Regions from separate parts of the Mus musculus genome. Here region 1 is linked to region 2. Evidence: chromatin contacts called from public HiChIP or PLAC-seq data. All regions are on one chromosome and are shown on one strand. Each heading gives the region's core, a stretch centred on a gene start, on an enhancer-like site or on the middle of the called end of the contact. The rest is flanking DNA. Distances are from core to core; before and after follow the strand shown.

The links. HiChIP or PLAC-seq counts read pairs in DNA pulled down with a chosen protein or histone mark.
Region 1: a contact with region 2 is called in an H3K27ac HiChIP or PLAC-seq map of extraembryonic endoderm stem cells. The contact joins two enhancer-like sites. A contact is called at or near these places in 3 of 115 datasets of contacts at active chromatin or transcription factors (extraembryonic endoderm stem cells, pancreatic cancer cells and trophoblast stem cells).

Annotation. Positions count from the first base shown.
Region 1 is chr1:164,990,740-164,998,060 of GRCm38.p6, forward strand. It overlaps Gm51669 (a long non-coding RNA gene), which reads right to left. Exons shown (of 8, transcript XR_003948128.1): 8 at 6,711-6,750. Among named protein-coding and RNA genes, the nearest start is that of 1700029M03Rik, 34 kb to the left of the region's middle. Within about 2 kb of position 3,597, at least 54 of the 459 cell types and tissues checked have an H3K27ac peak or open chromatin away from gene starts, as enhancers often do. A contact at or near this core is called in extraembryonic endoderm stem cells, where this site is marked.
Region 2 is chr1:164,527,152-164,534,631 of GRCm38.p6, forward strand. No RefSeq gene overlaps it. Among named protein-coding and RNA genes, the nearest start is that of Gm26685, 28 kb to the left of the region's middle. Within about 2 kb of position 5,595, at least 12 of the 459 cell types and tissues checked have an H3K27ac peak or open chromatin away from gene starts, as enhancers often do. A contact at or near this core is called in extraembryonic endoderm stem cells, where this site is marked.

The DNA.
Region 1 (7,321 bases), core at 2,347-4,846, 460 kb after region 2:
GAAGTTTAACCCAACTTTTAAAGTTGATGTTCATTCCATTTAATGAGACAGCTTAGTGAGTTGATAAAGAACACAGAGACAGGGATCTGGCTGCTAGGATTTGAGGCCTGGTCTTGTTGGCTAGGAGACTCTGAGAAGCTTTTTAAACAAATCCTTACCTTCAATTCTTTAAATGTCATGTACAATAAAATAGTTAGGATCGTGTGTGTTGCTCAAGAGACCCACATAGTTGTGCCTGACATATAGAAAGTGTTATATAAGAACAATGTTAGAACCTCTGGTGGAATCACCATGCCTGAACTACAGAGCAATTGTGATAAAAACTACATGGTACTGGTATAGCGACAGACAAGTAGACCAATGGAATAGAATTGAAGACCCAGAAATAAACCCACACACCTATGGTCACTGGATCTTTGACAAGGGAGCTAAAACCATCCAGTGGAAAAAAGACAGCATTTTCAACAAATGGTGCTGGCACAACTGGCTGTTATCATGTAGAAGAATGTGAATTGATCCATTCCTATCTCCTTGTACTAAGGTCAAATCTAAGTGGATCAAGGAACTCCAATAAAACCAGAGACAGTGAAACTTATAGAGGAGAAAGTGGGGAAAAGCCTCGAAGATATGGGCACAGGGGAAAAATTCCTGAATAGAACAACAATGGCTTGTGCTGTAAGATCAAGAATCGACAAATGAGACCTCATAAAATTGCAAAGTTTCTATAAGGCAAAAGACACCATCAATAAGCCAAAAAGGCCACCAACAAATTGGGAAAGGATCTTTACCTATCCTAAATCAGATAGGGGACTAATATGCAATATATATAAAGAACTCAAGAAGGTGGACTCCAGAAAATCAAATAACCCCATTAAAAATGGGGCTCAGAGCTAAACAAAGAATTCTCACCTGAGGAATACTGAATGGCAGAGAAGCACCTCCCAAGTGCTGAGATTAAAGGTGTGTGCCACCACGCCTGGCTAAAAGAAGATTTAAAAAAAAAAATCTGAAAACTGAGAAAGAAGGGAATAGGAAGGTTTGGGGCTGGAGAGATGATCAGTCAGTGATGTACTGGCCATGCAAGCATGAGAACCACAGTTGGAGCCTCATCACCCAAAATGTCCTGGATGGTTTTTATTGTCAACTTGATGCAATTTAGAGTCATCTGGAAAGAATAATTTTGTTGAATAATTGTCTCAATCAAACTGACCTGTAGGGGTGTTTATGAGGTGTTTTCTCAATTGCTAATAGTTATAGCACATATATATGCACAGCCCACCATGGGTGGTATCAAACCCTAGGCAGGCGATGCTAGGCTGTATAAGAAAGGTACCTGAGCATAAGACTAAGCAGTGCTTTTCCATGGTTCCTGCTTCAGGTCTATGACCTGGATGTAGAAGCCAAAATAAAAACTTTTCTGTCCTAAATTCCTTTTGGTCAGGTTTTTGTCACAGCAACAGAAAGGAAACTGGAATAGTATTTTTAAAAAATGAACAAACAAACAAACAAAACCAGGATGTGGTAGCATGCACCATTAATCCCAACACTGGGAAGGCAGAGGCAGGAAGATCACCAGGGCTGATTGACTCATCAGGCTAACTGAGTCAGAGATATTGAGGAAAACACTCAACATCACCTCTGGCCTCCACACATTCAAGTACACACATGCGCATACACACTGAACATGTACACACACATACACACTAAGAAAGAAAGAGGTAAAAGGAACCTCACTAGAAAACTCATTCACATCTTTAAGCCATGTCTAGAGTCCTGAACTTTACCTATATGGATGTCACTACAGGAAGCAAGCCAGTTTCCTTGAAATGACTGGAAGCTTCTCTATGGATGATAGGCAAGTAGTCAGACACACAGACGGGCAGACAAGATGGTGAAATCTAGGTAAAAAGACTTCTAAAAAATGTTCTGATCATGAGTAGAGATTCTCCTACCTACAAAAAGGCCACTGAAGTTGGACACTTATGCCTCCATTGTTCTGCTCTTCCCCAGAGTTCAACTAATGAGGCATCATCACCTTGAAGCTCACATTCAATGTCCGCAAAGCTTGAGTACCTATCATAGAATGGGCATCCCAATCACAAGGCTGCCAATTTCATACTCAGCATCCCTGGGCTCCTCCCCCAGGAAGAGGAACCCTCGATAGCCATGGAGAACAGTAGTCATGGTCATAGAGTCACATGCAGCTACTGAGAGACAGTTGACAGTTAACAATGACAGTGATGACAGGAAGTTACTCTTACTGTTGGGGATCCATCCTGGGGCATTGGAAAGAAATAGAAATGAGAGGTCAGAGGTCAGGATTGGGGCTCTGCAGCATCACTATACGCCCATGTGACTTATACAAGTCAATTAGCCACCCTAAGTATCACCTACAAAATGAGGATAAAACTCTTATTTCCCACTGTTGTTTAAAATTTACCTGATCTTAACTCACTGGTTTCTGGGAAAGAGCCTTATAAACTCTTAGACTTGCCTTAAGGTCAAGTTTTCCCAGTAGGCCCCTGAACCACACCCAAGCCCTTGCTGAAAAGATGACTCAAGAAGGGGGTGTTGGCACCAGGGAGGCCAGCCATGTGATTAACTTTGAACTACTGTTATCATTTTGAACTTATGACCTCTAGAATAAAATTCAGCTATGCAGCCAATGAGTCAATGAGCTGTGCTGATCTAGTGAAACCTTAGTAAAAATCTGTACTGGCTGGGTTTGTGTGCCAAGTTGACACAAGCTGGAGTTATCACAGAGGAAGGAGCCTCCCTTGAGGAAATGCCTCCATGAGATCCAGCTGTAAGGCATTTTCTCAATTAGTGATAAAGGGTGGAAGGGTCCATTGTGGGTGGTGCCATCCCTGGGCTGTTAGTCCTGGGTTCTATAAGAAAGCAAGCTGAGCAAGCCAGGGGAAGCAAGCCAGTAACCACATTCCCCCATGGCCTATGCATCAGCTCCTGCCTCCAGGATCCTGCCCTGCATGAGTTCCTGTCCTGTTCCTGTCCTGAATTCCAATGTGGAAGTGTAAGCTGAATAAACCCTTTCCTCCCCAACTTGCTTCTTGGTCATGATGTTTGTGCAGGAATACAAACCTTAAGACATCACTTTCTAGATGCTTTCATCTCTAAGTCCTATAGATGGATTAATTCCCCAGATTGGTAATTCTATTAGTACCCAGGCAGTGTACATGAAATGAAAGGGTTCATAACACCCTGTAGGCAAAATCGGACTGGTGAGCAACTTAGAGTGATCCAATGTATAATCTAATGTGTGCATTGTGTGTGAGCCTTCTAGGTCTTGTTGAAAAGATTGCAATCACTGCTCGGCTCCCTCATTTTAGAGATGCAAAGACCTAGAGTGATGTACCTAATCTCAGGGAAACAGTGTGGGTCAGTGTGAGGGGCAGCACACTACAAAGCTCTAACTCTAACTCAGCCCTTCCCATGGATGCTTTCTCTCACTTCAAGCAACAATTTTGAATTCAAGTGAATAAGGGGTTAAAGGCCTGCCTTTCGGGCTGAACGGAATGTGCCGACTTCTCCTGAAACAACAATACATAGGACAACAGCACAAGATGATAAAGGAGAGGGTGGGGCTGGAGTGCATTGTTCTTGGAGAGAGAACCCGTGGAAAGCCGGCTCACCAGAACTCAGCCCACCATACTGGCCCCACTGCCGCCAGCCAGCAGCAGAGTTGAATGATGTCTGCAAAGAGATCCAATGTCTGCTCAGTGTCAGCTAAAAATAGCAACAGGACTGTCACACACACACACACACACACACAAACACACACACACACACTGAGCCACAGCCCCCTGAAACAGCTAGATTGTGTGACAGGTGAAGTCAAACACTGCATTCCTCTGTGGCCAAGGAGAAGCTGAGCCTGTACAGTTAGCTAAATATCCACATCACCCAAACTTTCTCTCTCTCCCTCCCCCTCCCCCTCTCCCTCTCCTCTCCTCTCCTCTCTCCCTGTTTGTCCCTGGCTGGCTGTTTATCTGCTTCTGTGCCTCTCTCTGTCTCTCTGTCTCTCTCTCTCTGTCTCTCTGTCTGTGTGTGTGTGTGTGTGTGTGTGTGTTTCCCCCCCTCTCTCCCTCCTTCCCTCTTTTCCTCACTCCTCCTTTCCCTTCCCCTCTCTGTCTTCCTCTCCCTCCTCCTCTCCCCCTCCATCTCTGCTGTGCTGAACCTCAAACCCAAGCCAGGCAGCTCTTTGCTATGAACTAAAACCCCAGCCCTTCCTTCCATTACCTCTAGGCTGCACCTCTACTGCACTTTCCCCTACATTTTCTTGGTTTTTCAACAACACCTAAATTCATTAATCCTGTAGCACTGGAAACTCTGGAAGACCCTTTGACTTGAAGAGGACACCTAGGGAGCAAGGAGCCAGGAGTTTACCTTCCTTCCTCCTTCACCAACACAAGAGACTCCTCAGGCAAAAAGGCAAACCCACTCTGGTCGCAGTGAGATATTGACCTGGTAATGGCTGGGTTTTATTATCTATTAGCATCACATGACTCTTAAGGTCCCTAAATAACAGGTCAGTGCGTAATTTCATGAAAATAAGGGAAAGGATCCACTCTTACAACCGTGTTCAGTGCAGCCTCAGGACAGAGTCACTAAGTGGCCCACCCTGATTTGGGAGAAGCAGTTTACTGGCCTGTGGTGAATGCTACAAGCCAGTAGGGCCTGGGAAGCCTTCTTCTAAAGGATTTCAGATTCACAACCTTGCACTCGGTTTAAAGGAGCCTCCCACATTCCCCTCTAAACCACAGCCTGTTTTGTAGCTTATTTTTCTTACATATCTCTAAACCTATATGGACAGACCATCCAATCTACAGGGATGCTTCAGTTAATAACAGGAATAAAAGATATAACATGGGATACTATGTTAGGTAAACTAGCTTGTAAGTAAATAGAAGAAACACAATAAAATTAATAATAAAAATAAACGCATAATCCAAAATCCGGTATCTCATACACAATAATGGCCTGAACTATATCCATCTGGCTGCCAGAGCAGCATCAGTACAGATGTTTGAGTGACGAGTTTCAAGGCACCACTCGGTGACAAAACTCTCATCTATATAGAGCATATAGACACATAGAGCATCATTCTATGTGTCACATGATCGGCCAATTGTTATTGTGTGGCATGTTGCCAGGGTTACAGCCGACCAGTGCAGATTAAGAATGTCCCTTTAAGAGTTCTTTGTCTCCTAGTGAGACTCTCAGGGAGAAAACTACATTTTCATATGTGCATGGTTATCAGTTGGAGGCAGCTTCTGGGTTAGAGATGGGCGCATGTGTCTACTGTTTCTTTCAGTTCTAGAACCTCATCTGGTGTAGACCAGTGCTATAGACCCATGCAGGCTCTGTATGTGCTCCCTCAGCTCTGCAGCCCTGATGTGTCTAGAAGACCTTGTTTCTTTGGTGTCCTGAATCCCCTCTGGCTCTTACACTCTTTCTGTCTCTTCTTCCACAGAGTTCCCTGAGTCCTAAGGGGAGGGATTTGATGGAGACATACCATTTAGGGCTGAGTATTCCAATGCCTCTCACCCTCTGAATATTGTGTGTCTGTGGGTCACTGAAGGTTCCCATATGATATGAGAGGAAGCAAGGCACTGACGTATGAGTATAGCAGGATGTCATTAGGAGTCATTGTATTGCTACATTCCTTTAGTAGAACAGTGATATTTTGTTTTCCCATAAGCCCCCGGGGTATCTAATCTCAGGTTCTTAGTCACCAAAGCAGTGTCAGGTACAGGTTCCATCTCATGGAGTGGGCGTTCAGTCACATCAGTTATTGGTTGGTTACTCCCATGAGGTTTGTGCCACCATTGCATTGGCATACCTTGCAGGCAGGACACCACCGAAGATCTAAGGGTTCACAGATGGGTTGGTGTTTACCTTTCTCCTTTGATGGTATACGAGTACCTTCTGGTACTGACACTAGTAAACAGTAATCATGGTTCATTAGCCAAGACAGGTGAAAGCTCTGCTCCTGAGGGTCCACATGCCCGGCAGTGGATGCCCAACAGAAAATTAACTCAAAGGCTTCTTTGGAGGTTCCTTGTCTCCTAATAATCAGGGCTTCTCTCTCTCTCTCTCTCTCTCTCTCTCTCTCTCTCTCTCCCCCTCCTCTCCCCTCTCCCCCCTCTCCCCTCTCCCCCCCTCCCCTCTCCCCTCCTCTCCCCTCCTCCCCTCCTCTCCCCTCTCTCCCCATCCCCCCTGTCCCCCCTCTCCCCTCTCCCCTCTCCCCTCTCCCCTCTCCCCTCTCTCCTCTCCCCTCTCCCCTCTCCCCTCTCCCCTCTCCCCTCTCCCCTCTCCCTCTCTCTTTCTCAACCCTACGGGTCCTTTGAATATATGCGATGGCTTCTAGTTTTCTGTTTTCGTGGGATTCCTGAAAGTGTAAATGAGTGAGTCTCTGTCTACATCTATTTCTTGTACCTCTCTTGGGCTATTTTCCTTCTGTTTGTTTGTATTTGACCTATTGCAATGTGTTTGCTTTTACTTTATCTTATTTCATTTTATTTTCTTATTATCCCTTAGAAACCTATTTGCTTTCTAATGAGATACAGAAAAGGGGTAGATCAGATGGGAGGAGATGTGGGAAGGAACTTGGGAAGTAGAAGAAGAGGAAATTATTATCAGGATATACTATATTAAAAAAAAAAAAACATACCAAAGAAAACCAAAAGAATGTCTTCTTAGTCCTGCTTGTAGAGAATTTCCCATTGGTTCCTAAAAGATAAACAAGAAGTTGTAATGAGTCTTTTCTCAAGGTTCTCCTATCAGAATTATTTCTATTTATTTTATTTTATCTAATAAAAAGAAGGTAGTCCCTGGGCTTGTACAACATACTACATCCATTTGTGTGCTCAGGAAACATTTATTGTGTCATCTATTGTTTCAGCCACCGGGGATCAAACAGTGAAATCAAGCCCTTCCTGCCCTCAAGCCTGGACCTAGAAGAGAAAATCAGTAAAGAGCTCTAGGGAGCACAAGCAGAGAGACATCCACTGTCAAGCAGCAGTGAGTTCCGTGGAGAAAGCAAATTAACAGAGACAGTGAGGAATGCGTGCTGGTGTTGTCTGGCTTGGGTCCATTGCAGCCTCGCCTAAGGGATGAACTGAGTTATAATCAAATAAAGCAAGAGCACAGCTAGGGCTCTGCCTGTCTACAGCGCCACATCTTCAAATAGACAACAGACATTATGAAAGGAGACACAAGTTTTTCACTGCACTGGGATGAACCTACAAGGCAGCCTATGAGGATCCAATGGATACTTATCTGCAAGGAAATACTGTGTCCA
Region 2 (7,480 bases), core at 4,345-6,844:
CTGTGTAGCCTTGAACTCACAGAGATCCACCTGCCTCTGTTTCTCCAGTACTGGGATTAAAGGCAAGTGCTACCACCACTAGGCTTCTTTTTACTACTATTACAACCAAAATGACTACTATTTGAAGTAGAGTCTTGCTAGAAACCCCTGACTGGCTGTACACTGGTATACACTAATGTAGCCCTGGCTGGCTTCTAACTTGGGGCAATTCTGCCTTGGCTTCCAGATGCTGGGATTCCAGGTCAGGTTCACATCTAGGCCATTTCCTCTCTCTCATTCTAGAGCCTAAGTTTTCAAGAGGTGGAAGCAGCAACAGAGTTGCCATCTCCACATTGTGAGCCTCTGTCAGGGCACAAAGCCACCTCCTCTTTGTCAGTCTTAGTGGTCTCCCCGAGATCTAGTTGGAAAGGTCTGGAAGCTCCCGTGAATGCTGCAGGCATCCTTCTGCAGTATGCAACTTGCTTCTGACAAGACTTTGGAGTTATAAAATAGCAGCACGTGCCAGACTGCATCCTAAGATGGTGGGTATCTTTCCCTAACAAGCCATTTTAGGATACCAGAAAGCGTAACAGATGATCTTAAAAGTGCTATGTGATGTGCCACACACACGATCTCTCTCACATACACACCATGAGCTACAGAAGCACGGCTCAAAGGCAGTTACCTCTGATCAAAAGAAGCAAGAAGCAAAGTGGTCAAGTGTGAACCCCGAGTCTCAGAAACCTTAGTGGAGGTGTTTGTTACCAAGGAAGAAGACAACAGCCACACCTCCATTGTCCTCTGATCCTTAAGGCTGGGTGAATACAGACTGTATTATACTCTTCTGTCTTTGTAGTGGCCTGTCTTTGGGTGGCCTCCCGGGCTTTCAAGTGACACTGTGACTTGCCACTGACATAAGTTCAGGTTCAAAGAACTGAGCAGTGACGGGGACAGGCTAGTGTGCTGGACTTTACAGAAGATGGTGGCAAGAGAAAGATGGTGATAGCTCAAAGACTCTGCAATCTGAGATGGTCTCTGCCCCATAATGGGCTAAGCTGGTGTCTCTAACATTTACCCAAGGCAGGGTTCATCCTCCTTTCTTCTCTTCCATGGCTAAACTTTTTAAACCTTTGCCTAAGGGAAGCCCACAGAACATTAGCTCCGTGCCATTGGCCCAGCACACCCAATGGCATTGTGTTTGTATGTTCTCTTCCCAAGCTCATCTCCGATTTATATGACCCGTTGATTAGCTAAGGCTATTTTCCTGTTTGCAGGACATGTGTGCCAAGATGTGTCTGGAGTCCAGCGTTGTGGTCTCTGCTTATTCAACATGTTATTTAATACTTCTCTGAGGCCTTGGGGAGTTACCTCATCATGCCAGGCCTTTTCAAAAGAGGGCAATAAAGGTCTTGCTTGGCCAGGCAGAGAGGAATGGCCCTCTCAGGTGCAGGGGATCCTGATGATAACTAATCCAGTATCTTCTGCTTTTCTTTGTAGCTAATGTTTTCTTCAATTATTTTATGTGCTTTGTAATCCAACCCCATGGAAAAGCTGCATTTGCCCATTCTGCTCGCTGTTTATCTAGAGCAGCAGTTCTCAGCCTTCCTAACACTGTGACCCTGTATACAGTTCCTAACACTGTGACCCTTTAATACAGTTTCCAATGCTGTGACCCTTTAAAACAGTTTCTAAAACTATGACTCTTTAATATAGTTCCCAACATTGTGACCCTTTAACATAGTTCCCAACACTGTGATCCTGTAATACAGTTCCTATCACTGTGACCCTTTAATACAGTTCTAAAACTGTGACATTTTCATATAGTTCCTAACACTGTTACCTTTTAATACAGTTCCTAACACTTTTAATACAGTTCCTCACACTGTGGTGAACCCCGACCATAAAATTATTTTTGTTGCTACTTCATATCTGTAATTGTGCTACTATTATGAATTGAAATGTAAGTACCTGCATTTTTTTGATGGTTTTAGTGACCCCTGTGAAAGGGTCATTTGCCCCACAAAGGGTCATGACTAGCAGGTTGGTACCACTACCTAGAGTCACCAGCTTCCAGTGCTTTCCACACTAGCCTTTCCATTTTCCTCTCACACTTGCCTGCTCACACTATTTCCTGATGTACCACCACTGAAAAGTTCGTTCACACAGAATTCTATTACCGTTATCTGGAATATCTTAGTACGTGTCTATGAAGAACAAGGGCAATCTCCGACGTAAAGAAAACACACATGGCAGATTCAGAAAGTTCCCCAAGGAAAACACAGTATTTGCCCTGATATGTAGGGCAAATTCAAGTGTCTTTGACTGCTTTCACAAATTGCTTATGTGTGTGCAGTGTAGGATGTGTGTTTATGGGTGTGTGTGTATGCGTGCACATTTGTGTGGCTAAGTGTCATTGTGCACAAGTCCTTGCACAGGTGCAGTTATGTATGAGATGGGATCCCTTGCTGTTCACTGGCTCAAGAACTTGCAAAGATTCTCCCGACTCTGGCTCTCATTTCACCATAGGAGCGCTGGGATTGCAGACAAGCAGGACAGCATCCAGCTCGACATTCTAGAGACATGAACTCAAGTCCTCACACTTGAGAGGGAAGCTTACCTAACGAGCCATCTCCCTAAGCCCCTGCTCCAATAATTTTAAAAACTTTTTTATTTGATATTTTCTTCATTTACATTTCAAATGCTATCCCCAAAGCCCCTTATACTGAGAGTCCCCTATACCCTCCTCTCATCCTGCTCCCCAACCCTCCCACTTCTGCTTCCTGGCCCTGGCATTCCCTTGTACTGGGGCATATGATCTTCGCAATACCAAGGGCCTCTCCTCCCATTGATGGCTGACTAGGCCATCCTCTGCTACATATGCAACTAGAGACACAGCTTTGGGGGGTACTGGTTAGTTCATATTGTTGTTCCTCCTATAGAGTTGCAGACCCCTTTAGCTCCTTGGGTACTTTCTCTAGCTCCTTCATTAGGGGCCCTGTGTTCCATCCTATAGATGACTGTGAGCATCTGCTTCTGTATTTGCTAGGCACTGGCATAGCCTCACAAGAGACAGCTATATCAGGGTTCTGCCAGCAAAATCTTTCTGCCAAAAAATGTTTTTAAAAACCTTCCTTTGTCAATTTGACAAAAACTAGAGTCACTTGAGAAGAGGGAAGAGAATTGAGGAATTGCCTCCTCTGGGCATGTTTTTGTGGGGTATTTTCTTGAATTATGGTTGATATGGGAGGGCTAGCCCACTGTGGGTGATACCTCCCTCGAGTCTCAAGTAAGGTGAGCGAGCCATGGAAAGTAAGCCAGGAAGCAACACTCCTCTCCAGTCTACTTCAGTTCCTGCCTGGAGGCTCCTTCCCTGACTTGACTTCCCTCAATCATGGACTGTGACTCTTTAGTGGAAATAAACCCTCTCCACCCCGCCTTAGTTGATTTAGGTTGGTGTTTTATCACGCACCAGAAAAACAACCTAAAACAATGAAGGGTCTTTCCCGAGATCCACTTACAAAACTCTATCCTAATCTTAAAGTTCGGAAGACCCCCATGCCAAGCTGCTTCTTCAATAGGGATCCGTCTAGGCATTTCTTCATGATCTGGACCTGATTAATAATTTTGGGAGGAAGGCTGCACATGTGACTTTGGGTGCTCCCCAGTGTATACCCATCGGGGGCACAGTTGGCACCACACACGTTTCTCCATTTCACTTTCCCCCCTCCTTCCTGCTGTCAGTGAAGAAGCAGTTTGTGGGGCGACAGCTCGTGGCTTTCCACTGCCGCTAGTTCCTTGTATGCTGGACTGTGCCATTTGAAATTACCTATCCTTAAATATTTCAGTTATGAAATTTCATTTTCTGGGTCAGAGAGGTAGCTTAGTTGGTAGAGTGCCTGATATGCAAAAGGCCCTGAATTTGACATCTAGCATTTGAGAGAGAGAGAGAGAGAGAGAGGGAGAGAGAGAGAGAGAGAGAGAGAGAGAGATATGAACATACTGCCATGCTCCTGTAATCTAATCACTTGGGCAATGTAGGTAGGAGGATCAGAAGTAGCAAGTTGGAAGCCAGCCTATGCACCTCTCTCTCTCTCTCTCCTTCCTCCCCCTCCTCCCCCCTCCTGTCTATCTGTCTCTCAATTTGACAGCCCCAATATTTGCAATTGTTAGTTGTCTAAATATGTTGTCACTAGCAACCGCCCTCTTGTTTGCTTGACCATCTTCCTGAGTTCCCAACTTGAGTTTAATGATCTTGGAGCCCCGTGGTTCAGCCTTAGTGAACCTTTTTTTCTAAAGACAGTTCGCCTTTGAGTTTTTCAAACAGAGGGAAGGGTCCAGCCTTCGGTGATAGCTTTTGACTTAGAGCAAGAATAGGTTTAGCGGGCTGGAGAGATGGCTCAGTGGGTAAGAGAACTGACTGCTCTTCCGAAGGTCCTGAGTTCAAATCCCAGCAACCACATGGTGGCTCACAACCATCCGTGATGAGATCTGATGCCCTCTTCTGGTGTGTCTAAAGACAACTACAGTGTACTTACATATAATAAATAAATAAATTAAAAAAAAAAAGAATAGGTTTAGCACCCTCACCCCACTATTTTCTAAGATGCCCCAGAAAAGCTGGTAACATCTGATCTCTTTTGTTTGGCAATAGGGCTTCTAAAGATGTATGAAGTCAGTGGCTATGGTTAATTACAGGGTTTATGAGGCTGAGGAAGGAGTGTCATGAGGTCACAGTCACCCTGAAGACTCTGTGGGAAGACTCTTTCTCAAGAGAAAAGAAAAAGAAAGAGCTAGGGCGGGGTGCTGTAAGATGGCTCAGCAGGTGCAGGCACTTCCCACTAAGCCTGATGACTTTGTGTAGCCCTAGGCCCTGCATGGCAGGAGAGAAAAGATCCTCATTAGCTGTCCTCTGACACAAGTGCACCCACCTCAAACAAACAAATAAGTGTAGTTAAAAGAAAAAAAAAGCAAAAAGAGCAATAAAGATATTATTGCCTCATGAAATATCACAGGGACCCCAAAGCTGAGAAAGCAAAGCCAGTCACAAGGAAATTCGTGGTCTGGTTTTTAAAAGTCTCACCGAATAAATTATAAATGGATAACCCCAAGTGTTCACAAAGCTTTCAAAGGGATTGTATCAGCTTACACCAAAAGGCTCACAACCAGCACAAATGAAATGGGACATTTGGATTCCTCGATACATGTAATGAGCTGGCTGAAAAAATTACTCTGTGGCAGAGCCAAGTACTCTGTGGGCAGTGCCAAGAGGTTCAGAACGAGCAGCAGACCCAAGAGCCTTAGTGAACACCGGGCAGGCAGTTTGTGCCCCTCTGGGTTTCAGAAAGATGTCTGGACCTGTGACTGCTATGCACCTCATGCGTCCTTCCTTTATGAACAGGAGTGTCTGTCATAGTTATGTTGAACTATTATATCACTGGGGGTTGGGGGTGGAAGGTAGGAGGTGGGGATGGGGGTGAGGGTGTGTTCAGTAACTTTAGCTTACTCTTTATAGTGGAGGAATGGTACTCAAATTGCTATATTTGAAGTGCTTGGTTTAAACAATGGCCTAATGTCGTGATAGAGTGAGATTTGGTGGTCCTAGAGGCAAGTATTTATCAAGGAAGAGGGGTAAATTGTTGACTAAACAATGGTAGTTTCCAGATATAGCCCCAACAATACCTTTTGTTTTTGCAATGTGATCTTGACTCATTGAGGGGCGGAGACTATAACCCTTTCTTTGAAACTGAGCACATGTGGAACTAGAGCAGAAACAAAACTCTGTTGAAAACTAGGGTACCATCCTACCTAGCTCCCTTGAGATGCTTGTTCTTAATACTTAGGGCTTTCTCCTTGTGGAGAGGCAAGAGGAGAGGTGACATGAGAGTTCCATGGACTGCCATAGCCGAGGTCCTTCTAGCCAACAGTCCCTGCGGACTGCCACTTTGACTGATCCTTTATAAAATCCCATTTGCTTACCATCAGATAATCCCCAGGGATCAAGTCACTCCACCTGGTAGTTCATAGTTTAGTATAGAGACAAGCTGTCCATTTCTGAATTTATAATTCACACATGACTATGTAGGCCTGGAAAAGTGTTGTTTTTTTGGGGGGGGGGAGGATGTTGTGTTAGACCTAGTGGGGAAACCCCCACCCAATTCCCAATTCGGCGTGCACCCAAAAAAATCACGAAGGACCATCTCTTGATGTAACTACATGAGGACGTTTAATGACGGAGCTCCGGACCGACATGCATCCCACACAGGAGATAATGCATGTCGGCCCCGAGGCTTGAAAGCTAGGGGGTTTTATGGGGTAAGGGGCTTAGGGGTGTGGAATTCAGCATAGCGACACACTATTGGTTTATTCAAACATTAACAGAAAGATTACAGGGCATCAGGACTTTGTTCCTGTGGGCTGGGGGCTTATCTTTGTTCACATAGCAACCAGTTGATGTATGACTTTACCCGGCATCAAGGGGCAGTAGACAGAGGGGAGGTTCCGGCCAGGTGGTGTTGACCCAGACAAGATAGCCCTGCTTGTACAATCAAGCCATTCTTAGGAATGTCTTAACAACAGCCCTGTCTGTTCTGCTTTGTTCTCGGCCCCAGGCCGGAGGCTCATAGACAACTCTTTTACATGAATCACAAGATACAAAATCTCATTTTCTTTCAGTTGCAGACCTCTGAGAGAATCTGTCTCCACTGAACCATACTCAGTGGGTAAATACTGACCAACTGGGGTGCTAACAGGAGGCAAGTGTAAAAGATGTGAAGAACACACAATAATAACATTTCTACCTTTACCTGTGAACAACAGGCTGCTTTTCTTTATGTTCTCCATTTCAAGTTCTTTAGAAAGAAAATAAGTTTTCTAGGCAATTACCATTGTATCTTGCAGAGAGAGGGTTTTTGTTTTGTTTTGTTTTTCCATAAAGCCATGTGACAGATTACTAGCTATCCCCAGGACCTGGGAGGTGAAAAGAGATCAAGAGTTCAAAGTCACCTTATCTTATCTCGGCTCCACTGGAAGTTTGAGGTTAGCCTGAACTATATGAGTCTCTGTTTTTAAAAACCTTTCTATTGTGGCTGGAGAGATGCTCAGTGGTTAAGAGCACTTGTTCTCACTATTGTTGCAGAGTACCTGGGTATGGACTGTCTGCTGTCTTAAGGTTTTATTGCTGTGAAGAGACAACTTGACCATGGCAACTCCTATAAAGGAAAAAATGTTTAGCTGGGGCCAGCTGACAGGTTCAGAGGTCCGTTATAGTCATGGCAGGAAAGATGGTGGCATGCAAGCACACATGGTGCTGGAGAAGGGGCTGAGAGGTCCAGGCATAGCTTGAGCATAGAAGACCTCAGGGCCACCTCCACAGTGACACACTTCCTCCTACCAGGCCATACCTTCTAATTGTGCCACTCCTCATGGCCAAGTAGTCAAACACATGAGTATATGGGGGCCATATCTATGCAAACCACCACAGCCACCTTTGGGGCATGTATCT